Regions from separate parts of the Sus scrofa genome. Here region 1 is linked to region 2. Evidence: chromatin contacts called from public HiChIP or PLAC-seq data. All regions are on one chromosome and are shown on one strand. Each heading gives the region's core, a stretch centred on a gene start, on an enhancer-like site or on the middle of the called end of the contact. The rest is flanking DNA. Distances are from core to core; before and after follow the strand shown.

Region 1 (7,921 bases), core at 1,187-3,686, 58 kb before region 2:
GGCAGGTGGTTTCTCCCTTTCCTTCTTACCAGGGAAAAAATATTCCAAAGACTAGATGTTCAGTGGCCTTCTGGGCTTGTCAGGGCCATCACTTACTTTATGAACAACCAGAAACTCTAAGGTCCTCTTTGCCTCAGTTTCTCTGAGAATAAAGAAGAAATGACCTAGCCCATAATCTGTCACCCAGAGGCAATTGCATTTTAATGTACTGTTTTTATTCAAGTATTATTTACATAGCTAAAATCTAATAGGAGTTCCCATGGTGGCTCAGTGGGTTACGACCCCGACTAGTATCCATGAAGACAAAGGTTCAATCCCTGGCCCTACTCAGTGGGTTAAGTTGATTGCTGTGAGCTGTGGTATACAGGTCACAGATGTGGCTCAGATCTGGTGTGGCTGTGGCTGTGGTGTAGGCCGGGAGCTGTAGTTCCAATGTGACTCTTACCCTGGGAATTTTCAGATGCTTCAGGCATGCCCTAAAAAAGAAAGAAAACAAAATCAAATAAAATATGCTAATTTATTTAGCTCACTATTTTATCATAAGTATTTATTTCCCTTCATCACTGAAAAAAAGTTCTTAGCAAACTTAATTTTAAAGGCTATATAATCATTCCTCTGTTGTTGGACATTAGTTTCAGATACCTTTTCATTATTCAAAATAAATCTGCCATACAAGTCTTTGGGTTTACATCTTCAAAAAGAAATTAAAATAAATAAGTTTTAAGTTTTAAAATAATACAGAAAAGTACAAGGTAAAAAAAAAACACTTCACATCCCATCGCTTAAAACAATTGCTATTTATATTTTAGTTAATATTCTTCTCTGTTGATATATTTAATCCGAATTTCAATTATCTCCCTGGAACCCAGCAAGACTCTGCAAGGCCCTCCCTGTCTGCTGTTTGTATATATATAAAAAAAAAAAAAAAAGGCTTTAGGAGTTCCCTTGTGGCACAATGTTAAGTACCTGATGGTGTCACTGCAGTGGCCAGGGTCACTGCTCTGGCCCACTTTGAACTCTGGCCCAGGAACTAACCACCACATGCCTCAGGCATGGCAAAAAAAAAAAAAAAACCAAAACAAACTAACAAAAAACCCAAAGGGCTTTAGTTTCCCAGGCCTTCCCCAAGTTCCAAAGAGCAAGCTGAAGATGTCAGCAGGACAATAGCATCACAGGACTCCTTGTTCCTCCTGAAGGGATATAGATAACAATCTGATGTGTGTCTGAGTTCTACTAAAACTAAGACCCCTACCCAGGAGGAAAATGGTGACCACATGTTGACCACAAGCAATAGGCCGGTTGGAACCAGAAGGCTGAGATCCCAGAGATATATCACCTGGTTATGGCACCACCAACCCATTAGAATAAGATCACACACCCTGGAGCCCTCAACCCCAATTCTGCCTTAAAAACTTTTCCCTGAAAACTATGGGGGAGTTAGGGTTTTTTGAACTCCAGCTGCTGTTCTTCCTGGCACGCTGCAATAAACTTTCCTCTGCTCCAAACTCTGATGTTTCGATTTGTTTGGCCTCACCGTGCCACAGGCATACAAACTTGGGTTCTACAATATCCCTAGTAGAATTAATAGGGCAAAAGAATTGGCTTTGTTTAAGGCAATGGTTTTCATTCCTTAGTCTTGAAATTTTGACCTAGTGATACCTAACTTCTTTTTTAGACTGATACTAAACTCCAAGCCCAGAATGTGCCAGAAATTGCCACAACAGGCAATTAAAAACAGGACCATGTTATTCCTTCTAAAAACAAAGCCAGTAAAGGTGTGAGGTCCTAATTTCACGGACGCAGAAAAATTAAGTCACTTGATTAAGCCTGAGGCCAGCTCTCTCCCCACCGCTTTTCCTTTAAATGCCTGCTCACGTGATAGCAGAGGTGCACCCTAGGAAGAAATTTACACTGTCGGGGTAGAGTCAATCTTCCTCCACCTTCCCAAACTTAGGGTTTCTAGAGCTAGCTCCTCGGAAGCCGCAACTCCTCTGGAGACCTTCTCTTCCTCATGTTCTTCTTCATGTCACCTATCCTCACTTCTTTCTTTTAGTCGCCGGCGCTAAAGCTCCATCTCTGCTACAGAATCCCGCTTGCCGGAGGAAGGGCGACCGGGACTACAACCCCCAGGGGGCTTCGCGGGCCCCGCCCCCGGCGGCGCGCAGGGGTGGTCGGGGGCTGAGGTCCCACCGTCTCTTCGCCGCCTTCGGCCCAGAGCAAGCGCACTACAGGTTCCGTGGCACCACACGCGCGGGCAAGCCGGACGGAGCGGTCTGGGGCGGGGCGGGGCGGGGCGGGGCGAGGCGGGGCGGGGCGGGGCAGAGAGGGGAGGGAGAGGCCGGGGCCGGCGGGCGGGTGGGCAGGCGGAGGAAGTGGGTGGGAGCGGAGGCGATGGAGGGGAGGAGTGGGGGAATGGGGGAGGGAAGGGGAAGGGAGGCGGGAGGCGGGGCCGAGCTGGAGCTGGAGTCTGAGCCGGCGGTTGCAGTGGAGGCGGTGATGTCGGTGCAGGTCGTGTCGGCAGCGGCTGCCTCGAAGGTGCCTGAGGTGGAGCTGAAGGACCTGAGCCCTTCCGAGGCGGAGGCGCAGCTGGGACTGAGCACGGCGGCTGTGAGCGCCATGGCCCCTCCAGCAGGCGGTGGGGACCCTGAGGCTCCAGCTCCCGCGGCGGAGCGGCCCCCGGCCCCTGGCCCGGGATCGGGGCCCGCCGCGGCTCTCAGCCCCGCCGCTGGGAAAGTGCCTCAGGCGTCGGCCATGAAGCGGAGCGACCCTCATCACCAGCATCAGAGACACCGCGACGGCGGCGAGGCCCTGGTCAGCCCCGACGGCACCGTCACCGAGGCGCCGCGTACAGTCAAGAAGGTATTGGGGCCGGGCTGCCTCTGTCGGAGAGGGAGGGTAGGAGGGGGAACCGCAGATCCTCGCGGCGCGGCGCCACCCTCCACGCCCTCTCTTGTCATCGTAGAAGCCGAGAGATCCCTTTCGCCCTTAAATCCGCTCTCTCGGAGATGCCCCCTTCCTGGCCCCATGCTGAGGAGTGAAGACTCCAGGGGGTACGGCCGTACTTCGCTGGGAATAACATGGAGGTAGCGCTCTCGCCTACTACTTGGAATAGTAGGCTGGGAGAGGAGAGCCACCTAATCTTAGCCCTCGCTGAACTCCCCGACATGCTCCGTGTGTATGTTCCAGACTGTCGGGGAGAAGACCCCGATGGTGTAGAAAAACCTCACTGCTTATGAGAGTTCACTCAGCAGTAAGGGTTCTCTCTTGGAAGAACGAGTAAGGAGTAGTTACCTCGCTCTGAGATCCTCAGTTGTGTGGTTTCTGTGCAGATGATGACTTTCTGCCGTTCTTGTCCAACCACTTCCATCGAGCAGTACTGATGCTGTGCCCTTCATTCCAGATTCTGCGATCTCCTTACATCCTCTCTGAATGTAGAAGGGTAATGGACTCTCTTCACTCTTTTCTCTTCAGAGGTTTGTTCTCTCTGCCCAGTAGTTGGTCGCCACCAAGATTATTGTACTGTGTATGAAGAGGTGATTGTTTTATTAGGTCTTTCATTATGATCTGAAAGTGTTAGGAAGTGTTAGGAATGCTTCTCTTTTTGGGAAAAGCGATCACAGTGGGGTTTTCTGTCTCAGCTGTCAGTTTCTTCCAGACAGAGTTTTGAAGAAGAGCACCAAGGAGTAGGTGTGCCTAGATGTGTGATTTTAATACCCATCCCAGTATTATTTTTAGGATGGCTCTATCTATGGTGTGTTTCTCCTCTCATAAAGCTAAGTCAGTACAGGAAAAAAAAAGGGGGAAATATTGCAAAAACAGCAATGTGGATCACATCAAAAGGGATGATTGCTCTAATTTCTGAGGCATGATGTGAACATGGTGATTTATGGTTTTTTTGTTTTGTGAATGATTTTTAATTGCTTTATCAGAACATTGAGAAAATGATAACAGTCTGCATTGGTTTCACTGTGTGGGACTCAGCTGAAGTGGAACCTTGGATCCAGCCTAACTTTTCTTATAACTGCCTCATTATTAAGGTATAGAGCAGAGAACCCTTTCATTCGAATTACCCAAATATAGATGATCAGACAGTGTCAGAGGCAAGAGTGAAAGCTGTGTTTAATGATGCTTTAGGACATTGTCTTCACATTTGCATTATGAATCTCCCATGGGAGGAGCTATAGGAGGAAAGAGGGGCAGCACAGGCACCAGTGCTGGTAGTACCTAGATTCGAGTCTGGAAATCTGAAACACGTTTGTAAACCAGTCAAGCTGCTTTATAACTTTGGCCAGATCCTGTGATTAAGGGTCTTTTTGTGTAAACTCTGTATTTTGGTAAGAGTGTTTGACAAATTGCCTTTAGAACATGGGATTTACAGTCAGGCAGACCTGAGTTCGAATCCTAGTACCCCCACTAACTAGGTTTTGGGTAATTTCCAAATTCTCTAAATCTTAGTTTTCTCTTTTATAAAATGAAGTTACTAGTACGAGTGAAGATTAGAAGTATTTGTAGAGGGCTTTGGCATTGAACTTGGCACATACTGTGAGGGCTTCAGAAATAATAGCTATTATGGAGAATTGATTTTGTTTTTTCCCTCCTCTCATCATGTTAAATGCATGCCATCATGGCTTCCTTTGAAAGGTACACACAATTCAATAGATTCTACATAAAGAAGTGAAAAAAATCACAGGCCAGCGTGTCAGTCTGTTTTTCCTAATTCAGGTTGTGTTTCTTAACCATTTTCCTTGTTGCTGAACCACCTTCCTGTTTTTCCAGCATCAAAATGTAGGTTCCATGATTCTAGATTTACTCAGCAGCCCCAAGGCTGTGGAAGACAGGGCTGAGCTTGCCTTACAATGTTAATTGCAACCAAAAAACAGTTTCTCTATTGGAAGTTAAGCAGGCTAAGCTCTGGGGAAGGATGCAGCTGTGTGACACAACTAATAAAAGGCATTACTGAGCTGCTTTTAGGGGGCAGAATCTTTAACTTTCTTGGTATTGAATAAGTTATATTAAAACAAGTGCATGAGACTGACCTTTCTCCAAGTTGAAAGTCACCTCCCCAAGGGACTGCAGTGTGACATTTCGATTTGTTGAAACTTTCCTGGCTTTTAGTTTATTTAAATAATCATTCTGACCTTGACTTCCTTCTCCTTTTATTTTAGTGTAGGGAAGGACTGTAGGTACTTAGACTTGAAATAGCTGCCTTTGGCTATGTAATTGGTGACTGTTGCTTTTATTTTTAACTGTCACATACAAGCTTATTTATCTTAAGTTTATTTCCATTGATGGTGTCTGTAACTCCATTTGTGTATCTGTGATCAGTTTTCTTCGCACTGTTACTCTGCTCAGTCACACAAGGGAAATAAACTTTTTACAAGAGCCAGAATTCCCAAGTGCAACGGTTAATAAGAGTGAACATATGGTATGCAGGTTACTCAGTCCCATCTTATCTTTGGCATCTACCTCCGCCCTGTAACTTGTGGTGCTCTGGGCACCAGATCTTGTCATTGTGACTGTCATATATTTGTATATATATTATTTCTTCATAAGTGAACTCAGCAAACCAAAATCTCTGAGAAGTGATTTGTGAACTAGGAAGGTAAGTTCGACAGTGAATGTAATAGCAATAGTTTGAGGATTTCTTCCTTGTTTTTGAAAATCGGGTACTAGGATTGTCATAGCATAGCAGGGAAAACAAGGCAGGAGAGGGTTTATTTCAGAAAAGTTAAAACTTTCTGATAATAAGGCTTGGAGCCCAGGAACCACAAGGAGTTTGTGCTTACGTCAATATCAGTAATGACCATGTTCAAGCAGATTTTTTTTTTTTTTGGCAGACAAATCCACATTTCGCTGGCTTTGTTATCGTCAGCAGAGAATGAGTTGAGCCAGGCTAGCACTTTCTTGCCCTGAATTCTTTAAGCTCTTGATTTGTTTAATTATGGATTACTAAAATGGAACCTTTTGGATTTGGTCATGGGAATGTGGGAGCAGAGTTACTCCTTTTGCCAGTTAGGAAAGTACAGCCTTGCAAAATATTCAGTAAGGCAGTTGGCAGATTGACCCTAATAACAGTTACCATTAATTGGCCTTTTACATGCCAGGAATTGTTATAGGCATCCTTCTTCCTTTCCTCCTTCCTCCCTCCTTCCCTCCCTCCCTTCCTCTCTTTCTCTCTCTTCCTCTCTCTCTCTTTTTTTTTCCTTCCTTCCTCCCTATACCCATGACATAGGGAAGTTCCTGGGCCAGGGATCAAACCCAAGCCCTAGCAGTGACAATGCCAAGTCTTTAACCACTAGGTCACCAAGGAGCTCTAATGGCCCAGGCCTGGGATCAAACCCGAGCCTCCACAGGGACCTGAGCCACTACAGTCAGATTTTTAACCCACTGCATCACAGTGGGAACTTCAGTAGGCACTTTTCTAATCCTGACAGCTACAAAATGAGATATAGGTGGCGTTATCTCCATTTCACTGATAAGGAAATGAGGTCCAGAGAGGTAAAGTGCTTTGACCAAAGTTTTAGATCTAGAAAGTGGCAGAGGTAGGACTTAAAACTGATTTTTTTAAAAAAGTCTTTTTAGGACCACACCTGTGGTATATGGAAGTTCCCAGGCTAGGGGTCAAATCAGACCTGCAGCTTCTGGCCTACACCATAGCCACAGCAACGCCGCATCTGAGCCGAGTCTGCAACCTACACCACAGCTCAAGGCAGTGCCGGATCCTTAACCTACTGAGCAAGGCCAGGGATCAAACCCGTGTCCTCATGGATACTAATCGGGTTCGTTATGGCTGAGGCACGATGTGAATTCGTGATTTTTTTTTTTAACCTCTGTTTTAAACCTTAGTCTGTTTCCAAAGCCCATGTCCTTTTCATTATGCTGCACTGATTCTGACTTCTTAGTTGCTGGGTTCTGGTTTTCTCCTGGAAGGCTTTCAACATACTCAGTGAACTCTAAGGTGTGTCTGTCTGGTTTAAGACTTAGGTCATCCAAGAAGTTCCTGTTGTGGTGCAGCAGAAATGAATCCAACTAGAAACCATGACGTTTCAGGTTCGATCCCTGGCCTCTCTCAGTGGGTTAAGGATCTCGTGTTGCCATGAGTTGTGGTGTAGGTCGTAGACTCGGCTCGGATCTGATGTTGCTGTGGCTGTTTCTGTGGCCAGCAGCTGTAGCTCGGATTGGACCTCTAGCCTGGGAACCTCCATGTGCCATGGGTGCGGCCCTAAAAAGCAAAAAAAAAAAAAAAAAAACTTAGGTCATCCAAAACCAAACTAAGAAGAGTCTGAGTCAAGACTTTAGGAAGAGGATAGGAAAAAATTGTACAAATGTAGAATCTCAACAAATTGTAAAATTATGAGAGAGGGAGAAGAGGATCTTATGTGTATATAAAAAAGCATTTCAAGATCAATGGTGCGTTTTTACCTTAGTAATTTAGCGATAATCTGAGAAGTGTGTTCTTATATTTTTAAAATTACAAATAAATCTGCAATATCTGAAGACTATGTGCCTCCTTCCTGTCCAGTTAAGAGTTGTCCTTGTTTTTTAAGTCTTGCCTCTAAGAATCAATCTCTAATTAAACATTTTGGAAATAAGAAGGGGAGCATACTGTTAGCCTTTCCGCTGTGTCCCAGGCATTGTATTAAAGCTTTAAATATATTATTTTACTTAAGCTCTCAGAAATAGGTGGTGTTATCCTTGTTTTATTGAGGAAACTGGAGGGTGGAGAGATTAAGGAATTTATCTCAAGGTTACATGGTTAGTAACCGTGATCTGTATGACTCTCATGCCCAAACTCTGTTGCTTTTCCTTTGAGGTATTTCTCTGCTCAAAGCTTAGATTGAACCTTTAATTTATATTGTTTGTGGATGTTTGTTACTTCACTAATATGCAGTTTCTTTTTATTTATTGAGCTTGTTTGATG
Region 2 (7,751 bases), core at 5,111-7,610:
ATCAGAAAGTCAGGGTGAATGCTTGATTCTTTCCTTTTATTTATCAATTTTCAAAATAATGAATTGGTTTACTAGCATTCTCCAGTGGTGATTGATTAGGATTTTTTGTTTTGTTTTGTTTTTGAATTAATTATGAATGCTTAGATTTAAACTTTTATTTATAACTATGTTTTAGTCCATTGCTATTATTATACGTTATTCCTTTTCTAGTAATTTTATACATTTGTTTCTTCTAATAGACTAAGTTTGAAGATGATGACATATCTTAGTCATCTTTGTGCCATTGGTGCCTAGCTTTCAGTAAATGTTTGTTGAATGAATGAATGAATGTTCTGAGTAGCATTTTCAAATATGAGTTCATTTTAGAGACGTGACAGAGGAACAGTGTCAAATATGGCTTTCTGGCTTGATCTGAAAAAAAAGGTAATACAACAGTGAAAAATATTCTGGGCAAATGTGAAAGAAAAGGTGTTTTTAAAAAAGTAATGTTTTTTGGAGTTCCCCTTCGTGGTGCAGCAGAAGCGAATCCGACTAGGAACCATGAGGTTTCGGGTTCGATCCCTAGCCTTGCTCGGTGGGTTAAGGATCCAGCATTGCCGTGAGCTGTGGTGTAGGTCACAGACACGGCTCGGATCCTGTGTTGCTGTGGCTGTGGTATAGGCCAGTGTCTGCAGCTCTGATTCGACCCCTAGCCTGGGAACCTCCATATGCCGCAGGTGCGGTCCTAAAATGGACAAAAGACCAAAAAAAAAAGTAATGTTATTTAATTGCTGTTTTTTAGGAGACATGGAATTGTTTACTCCATTATTTCCTCATAATGAGTCTTTTCATTGTATTTTTGTTCGAGGGAATAAATCAGAATCTTTGTTTTTACTTCACTTGCTATAAGATAAATAATGTTTAAAAGCACCCCCCATACTCCCTGCACATTCTTTTAATAAAATCCTTAATATTAATGTCAAAGAACATTTGCATTGTCATCAAGCACATTCCTCATGAATTTATCCATTTGTTTTACAAAACCCTATAAAAATTTGCAGGAAAGTAATGCAAAACTAACTTTTTTCTGAGTTTCTGCTGTGGTGCAGTGGGTTAGTTAATGATCCGGCATTGCCGCCCGCAGCTGTAGCTTGAATTCGATCCCTGGTTGGGGAAGTCCCACATGCTATGGGTGTGACTGGAAACAAAACAAAACAAAACAAAACAAAACAACACAACAAAAAAACTAACTTTAGGTACCTACCATATGCTAGGCACTGTTTTGAGCACTTTTCTATGGAACATACATAATTATTCTTACCACAACCTTATTAAGTAGGTAGGATTATTATCTTCCTCCTATTTTATAGATGAAGTAATTGAAGCACAGAGATTAGGTAACTTGCTGAAGGTTTACACAGCTAGTGAAAGTCAGAGCTGGGATTCAAATCATATATTCTTTCTCTAGAACCTGTGTTATTAAATTACTTTTAGTAAGTTAACCACAGACTCTTGCAGGATGGGATGGTGTTCACAAAAGAATTTTATGATAATATGATAAAATTAATCATTTAGTGTCACAAAATCTGTCATTTTATAATGATAAATAATTATGGCTAAGCCAGTTTTTTTTTGAATGAAACTTTATTCCTAGAAAAGCAAATCTTTTTTTTTCTCTTAAATATGTATTTCTAAGTCCCTTTGGTTTATTTATTTATTTTTTATTACTCAATGAATTTATTACATTTGTAGTTGTACAGTGATCATCACAATCCAGTTTTAAGGATTTCCATCCCACAACCCCTAATTTTTTTCTCTAGGTCTTCATTTCTTAGGTGGTATTAAAGCAAATCGGGTATGAACAGTAGCAAGTTCTTATTCTCTACCTTTTTTTTCTTTTTCTCTTGTTCAGGCTGCACCCATTACATATGGAGGTTCCTAGGCTAGAGGTCGAATTAAAACTACAGCTGCTGGCCTGCACTACAGCCACAGCAATGTAGGATCCGAGCCTTGTCTGAGACCTACACCACAGCTCACAGCAACGCCAGATCCTTAACCCACTGAGCAAGGCCAGGGATCGAACTTGGGTCCTCATGGATGCCAGTCAGATTCGTTAACTGCTGAGCCACAACGGGAACTCTACTTTTAACATATTATTGAATTTAGTTTGCTAATATTTTGTTGAAAATTTTTGCAACTATATTTGTCAGTGATATTGGCCTGTAATTTTCTTTTTTGTGTCCTGTCTTTGGTTTTAATATCAGGGTGATGCTGGTCTCATAGAATTGAGTTCAGAAGTGTTCCTTCCTCTACAGTTTTGGGGAATAATTTGAGAATAGTGTTAACTCTTCTCTAAATGTTTGGTAGAATTTACTTGTGAAGCTATCTGGTCCTGGATTCTTATTTGTCAGGAGTTTTTTTTAATCATTGATACATATGGTTTTTGGTAATTAGTCTGTTCATATTTTCTGTTTCTTCCTTGTCTTAGTCTTGGGAGATTGTATATTTTTAGAAATTTGTCCATTTCTTCTAGGTTGTCCAAAAATAGATGTTTTTTGGCATATAATTGTAGTAATCTCTTATGATCTTTTTGTTTCTGTGGTGTTGGTTGTAACCTCTCCTTTTTCATTTCTGATTTTAATTTATTTGGGCCCACTCTTTTTTTTTCATTGATGAGTTTGACTAAAGGTTTCTCATTTTATCTTTTCAAGGAACCAGCACTTAGCTTCACTGATCTTTTCTATTTTTTTTTAGTCTCTATTTCATTTATTTCTGTTCTGATCTTTTTGATTTCTTTCCTTCTATTAACTTTGGGTTTTGTTATTTTTCTTCTTCTAATTCTTTTAGACAGAAGGTTAGATTGTGTATTTGAGATTGTTCTTGTTTCCTGACATAGGCTTCTATCACTATAGGATTCCCTCTTAAAACTTATTTTACTTTGTCATACAGATTTTGGATCATTTTCTTTTCTTTTTTTCATTTGTTCTTTTTAAAGCCAAACCTGCAGCTTATGGAAGTTCCTGGGATAGAGGTTGAATTGGAGCTGTAGTCGCAGGCCCAGGGCCATAGCAACACCAGATCTAAGGTGCATCTGCAGACTGCACTGCAGCTTGTAGCAACACCAGGTCCTTAACCCACTGAACGAGGCCAGGGATTCATCTGTCTCCAGGGTTTTTTTTTTTTTTTTTAATTTCTGATTTGATTTCTTTGATGACTCATTGGTTGTTTAGTAGCTTTTTCTTTCTTTCTTTTTTTTTTTTTTCTTTTTAGGGCTGAAGCCTCGGCATATGGAAGTTCCCAGGCTAGGGGTCAAATTGGAGCTATAGCTGCCAGCCTACGCCACAGCAACACGGCATCCGAGCTGCATCTGTGACCTACACCACAGCTCCTGGCAAGGCCATTTACTTAACCCTCTGATCGAGGCCAGGGATCAAACCTGCATCCTCATGGATCCTAATCGGGTTCATTAATTGCTGAGCCACTAAGGGAACTCCATTTAGTAGCTTATTGTTTAGTCTTCACATATCTGTATTTTTTGCAGTTCTTTTTTTCCCTCTAGTTAATTTCTAGTCTCAGAGCGTTGTCAGAAAAGATGTTTGATATGATTTCAGTCTTCTTAAATGTACTCAGACTTGCTTTGTGGCTTAGTATGTGATCTGTCCTGGAGAATATTCCATGTGCACTTGAAAAGAATGTGTATTCTGCTACTTTTGGATGGAACGTTCTATGTATATCTGCTAAGTCTATCTGATCTAATATGTTGGAGAATCATTACTCTTAAAAGCATGTTGCTTAACCACCTCTCTTCAAATTGATATAGCAAAGACATCTAGTAGCATTCCCTTCTTTCTATCTTTGAAACTTTAGTTTTGGGAAGCTCTGTTTTAATGGTTGAGGAAAAAAGTTTTAGAAAAGGAAACCAAGAAATAACAAAGCTAAATTAATTTTAATGAGAAATATGTTTGTTGCTGATTTTCCATGACTGAGAGATAAAAAAATACTCTTGTACTACATAACAGTTATGTGCAAATATATGTATGCCCCTTCAACTAGTATCAGTATCTAAATATGGCCTTGAAAATGTCCTAAGAGAAGCCACAAATCGATTATGGCCACAGAATAAAATTTATCTGAGGGAACCCAACACACATCCAACTTTTTTCAAATAAAAACAGTAACAACAAATTCTTATAGGTCAGGGTTAACATGTTGAAGTCATTGAATTATTTATAGCAGTTATCTTTTAATGAAATACAATAAATCCCAGGAAAGAGATGGCTTAGTATGACTTTATAAATGATATTGAGAATAAGACTCAGGCGTGATTTGTTTTAAACTCAAGAAATTCATTTGAAGAGACTGTTAATTCACTCTTAGGAACTTATTTCATAGTCAGTGTGATCCTTTATTGGTTGTGGAAAGTGCTTTATCCCATTTGGCTTATTCAGTAGTAGTGGAGAAGGATTATTAAAATTAATGTTCGTATTATTCTTTTTGTGTGGCTCTAACTAGTTATTTTGCAGGAAAAGTAACATTGATTCATTTCTACCTCACTGAGAGGCTGAATGGTGTATTCTAGCTGCTGTTCAAGTATATGTTTAGTTTGTAGAACAATTACTTTGTGTACCCATGATAAATGTTATTTATTTGGACACATTTGCCTTTTCCTATTTTTTTCTTAATTGGTTTGACTGCATCTCTAAAAGCTGCTCATTAGAGTGACAGCCAAAAAAACCCCACATGTCTGAGGGAAGTGCCAGGAAAACATTAATGTTAATGTTCCAGTTTCCCTAATCCTCATCCCATAATTTTTAGGGGTTGCTGAAATCAGATGAGTTAGCCTCTTTCAAGGGCTTGTGATCTGTTTAGGACTGTTCCAAGGGAGGGCATTAACATTTGAGTGCCTTTTATGTATCAGGCACTTAACATGTGTTAAATCATTTAATTCTATGAGTTCTGTGAGGTAGATGGTATACTGATTTTACAGATAAAGAAATTAGAGCTAGTTATCAATTTACCCTACGTCATACACCCTAAGTGGCAAGACTTTGAACCCATCTCACTCTCCAAATGGCACTCTTCCTACTATACTGCCGGAATCTATATCTTCTACACTAACCTGATGGAACACGCTGTTCTCTGTTAGTAAAGTTTCAATACGTTGGAGCTGATAACAGGATTAGTAGACATATTAAAGAGACTGTAAAGATATGTAATGTGTAGGAAATTGCAGGACAATAGGAGAACAGCATATTAGACCCAATATTTAGATCCACTACCTAATACTGGACAAGTGATATATTGCCTTTGTTGCAGGTTCACAGTGTTTAAAATGAGGATAATGTCTTCTCTGCCTTCCCAGTGCCTTTTCCTATTTTTTTCTTAATTGTTTTGACTGCATCTCTAAAACCAATGGGGTGTTGAGAGACAGAGAGAGAAAGCTTTAAATAGTATAAAACTTTACAGATGTGAAGTATTATGTATTATGATTATGGAGAGTCATGTAGCTTGGTGGATTGGTATCATTCTTTTAACTATGGAACAATTAGTTGATCTGGCAGTAGGCCACTGGAACTCAAAGAAATAGTGCCTGTCAATCACAGTCATTTCTTGGATGGAAGAATTGAAAAATAGCACAGCAGTTGTTCTCCTTGACCTCTTTCTCTGAAAGGGAATTTGATTAGGCAAGCTGGTTTCATAATAGAGTAGAGCCTCTCCCTTCTCTCCAGGGAATTGAAGCTGAGCAGCCAGCCTTGTTCTGTGAAGCTAGAGCAATCTGGCTTTAAAGGATTTAACTAAATTTATTGTGATTAAGGTTTTATGAGGGATGTCCACTGCAGAGCAGCAGCTTTAAAAATGTTACATGTGAGTCAGTCTGTGTCCCTAGGTTGAGAACAGTAAACTGCAACTAGGTTAAGCTCAGGGAATAGGACTCAATAGCATCTTGAAAAGAAGCCTAGATTCTGACAGCAGAAAAAGAGGCAGCAGGGGGACCAATTGTATGGATTGTAGAATTGAGCCCCCATCTAGGCATGTGGTATTTCTCCAGACCTTTGTTAGTGAGCTGACTCATGGACTTTCCCATTATATAGGGAAGAAAATTTAAACACAACACTCAACACGGATAGGCACATAATAAGTAAGTATATGAATGTTCCATAAAAACAATTACAGAATTATGCCTAATTATTGTTTTAAGGTGCAAGCACTGAATGGCCAGAGAAAAGGATTAACCACAGGCATCCCTGGAAGGTTACTGCATGCCCTGGTGGACTCACATTGTCTCTAACTAGGAAGATCTTGCTCAATCCTTATATTCTCTCAGCAGTTGCTGGCATTGCTGGGGGTTTGTACGAATATATGTGGAGATAAAGCCATTGGTTTAAGTAATTTGGCCAAAGTCAGGATAAAAATAGATTATTAGTCAGTTTTTCTTAAAGGTTCTCTACATGCATACTGTTGCCTTTTATTTGCTAAATATATTTTGGATAAATAATATAGCTAATTTTAGACCCTGGAATCTTGTACCTTATGCCAGCCTCTTGGCTCTGCTGTTTCCATATTTACCTCTAGTTACTTATAGAAACTCATTGGAGATTTAAAAATGGTTACAAGGTTCTTATTTGGGGGAAATCACTTAGGGTTACTCAAAATGGGTATTTGTTGAAAGTAATCAAGAAACTAATAGGAGTAGAGGAGAGGCTACATAGAGGAGCCAGTGAAGAACCACTGATCCCCATAATACACTGTCAACCACAGACTTTCCTTCCAGTTAGCTAGTTGATCAAAAAATCAGAAACATCCAGGGAAGAAAGATAAAGTATTTTCTGGTGTCATGTTGGCTTTTATTGGATTTAAATATTTTGGCTTTTATCCGTGAAATTGATAGAGAGAGTATATGCCCGGGATTTATTAAAATGGAAAGGTTAAAGTGCTAAAGACTGTATTTCACATGACCTGAAAGGTGAAATAAAAATGTCTGAACCTTCTGATACTGAGTGGTTTAGAGCAGTACTCAAAGTAAATGACTTCTGAAAGGAGCCTTTTAAGAGATGAATGTGGGAGTCCCCGTCGTGGCGCAGCGGTTATCGAGTCCGACTAGGAACCGTGAGGTTGCAGGTTCGGTCCCTGGCCTTGCTCAGTGGGTTAAGGATCCGGCTTTGCTGTGAGCTATGGTGTAGGTCGCAGACACGACTCGGATCCTGCATTGCTGTGGCTGTGGCGTAGGCCAGCGGCTACGGCTCCAATTCGACCCCTAGCCTGGGAATCTCCATATGCCGCGCGCGGAAGCGGCCCAAGAAATGGCAAAAAGACAAAAAAAAAAAAAAAAAAAAAGAGAGCGAGAGAGAGAGAGAGAGAGAGAGATGAATGTGTTTCTTCATTTTAAATTAAACTTGCTAAGTTATAGTCTGTGTAACCTTGTTTGGTGAATTAGAGTTTTTAGAGGCTTTCATTTATGTTCTTTTTTTCTAAGATTTAGTATAAGATGTCAACCTTTCTTGAAGTAGGAAGCCAACTTGTTAAGGCTCTGTGTTTGTGTGTGTGTGTGATTATATATTGTGCAATGTGTAACTATAAGAGAGGTGGTTGGGGGCGTGACAGGAAAAGATTATAGAGAGGTGGCTTCTCCAAAGAGAGGGAGCTTCTGTTACTTATTCCAATTAGAAATTATTGTACTGCATATGTCCCCTGGGTCGTGATGATGGCAGGGGTTGCCTATGAGTCCTTTGCACTTAGCATGCTTTACTCGGAAATAAGCTTCTCTTAAAACC

The links. HiChIP or PLAC-seq counts read pairs in DNA pulled down with a chosen protein or histone mark.
Region 1: a contact with region 2 is called in an H3K27ac HiChIP or PLAC-seq map of skeletal muscle. The contact joins the promoter of AHCYL2 here to the enhancer-like site in region 2. A contact is called at or near these places in 4 of 5 promoter capture datasets (fetal liver, fetal skeletal muscle and liver), 33 of 47 Hi-C or Micro-C datasets (adipocytes, adipose tissue, alveolar macrophages and 18 more) and 2 of 2 datasets of contacts at active chromatin or transcription factors (alveolar macrophages and skeletal muscle).

What each region holds. Positions count from the first base shown.
Region 1 is chr18:19,436,354-19,444,274 of Sscrofa11.1, reverse strand. AHCYL2 (adenosylhomocysteinase 3) reads left to right here and starts at 2,436. Exons shown (of 17, transcript XM_005657758.2): 1 at 2,436-2,859. The coding sequence starts at 2,497.
Region 2 is chr18:19,381,955-19,389,705 of Sscrofa11.1, reverse strand. The region is part of intron 1 of AHCYL2 (adenosylhomocysteinase 3); the gene reads left to right. Among named protein-coding and RNA genes, the nearest start is that of AHCYL2, 56 kb to the left of the region's middle. Within about 2 kb of position 6,360, at least 8 of the 83 cell types and tissues checked have an H3K27ac peak or open chromatin away from gene starts, as enhancers often do. A contact at or near this core is called in adipose tissue, fetal skeletal muscle and skeletal muscle, where this site is marked.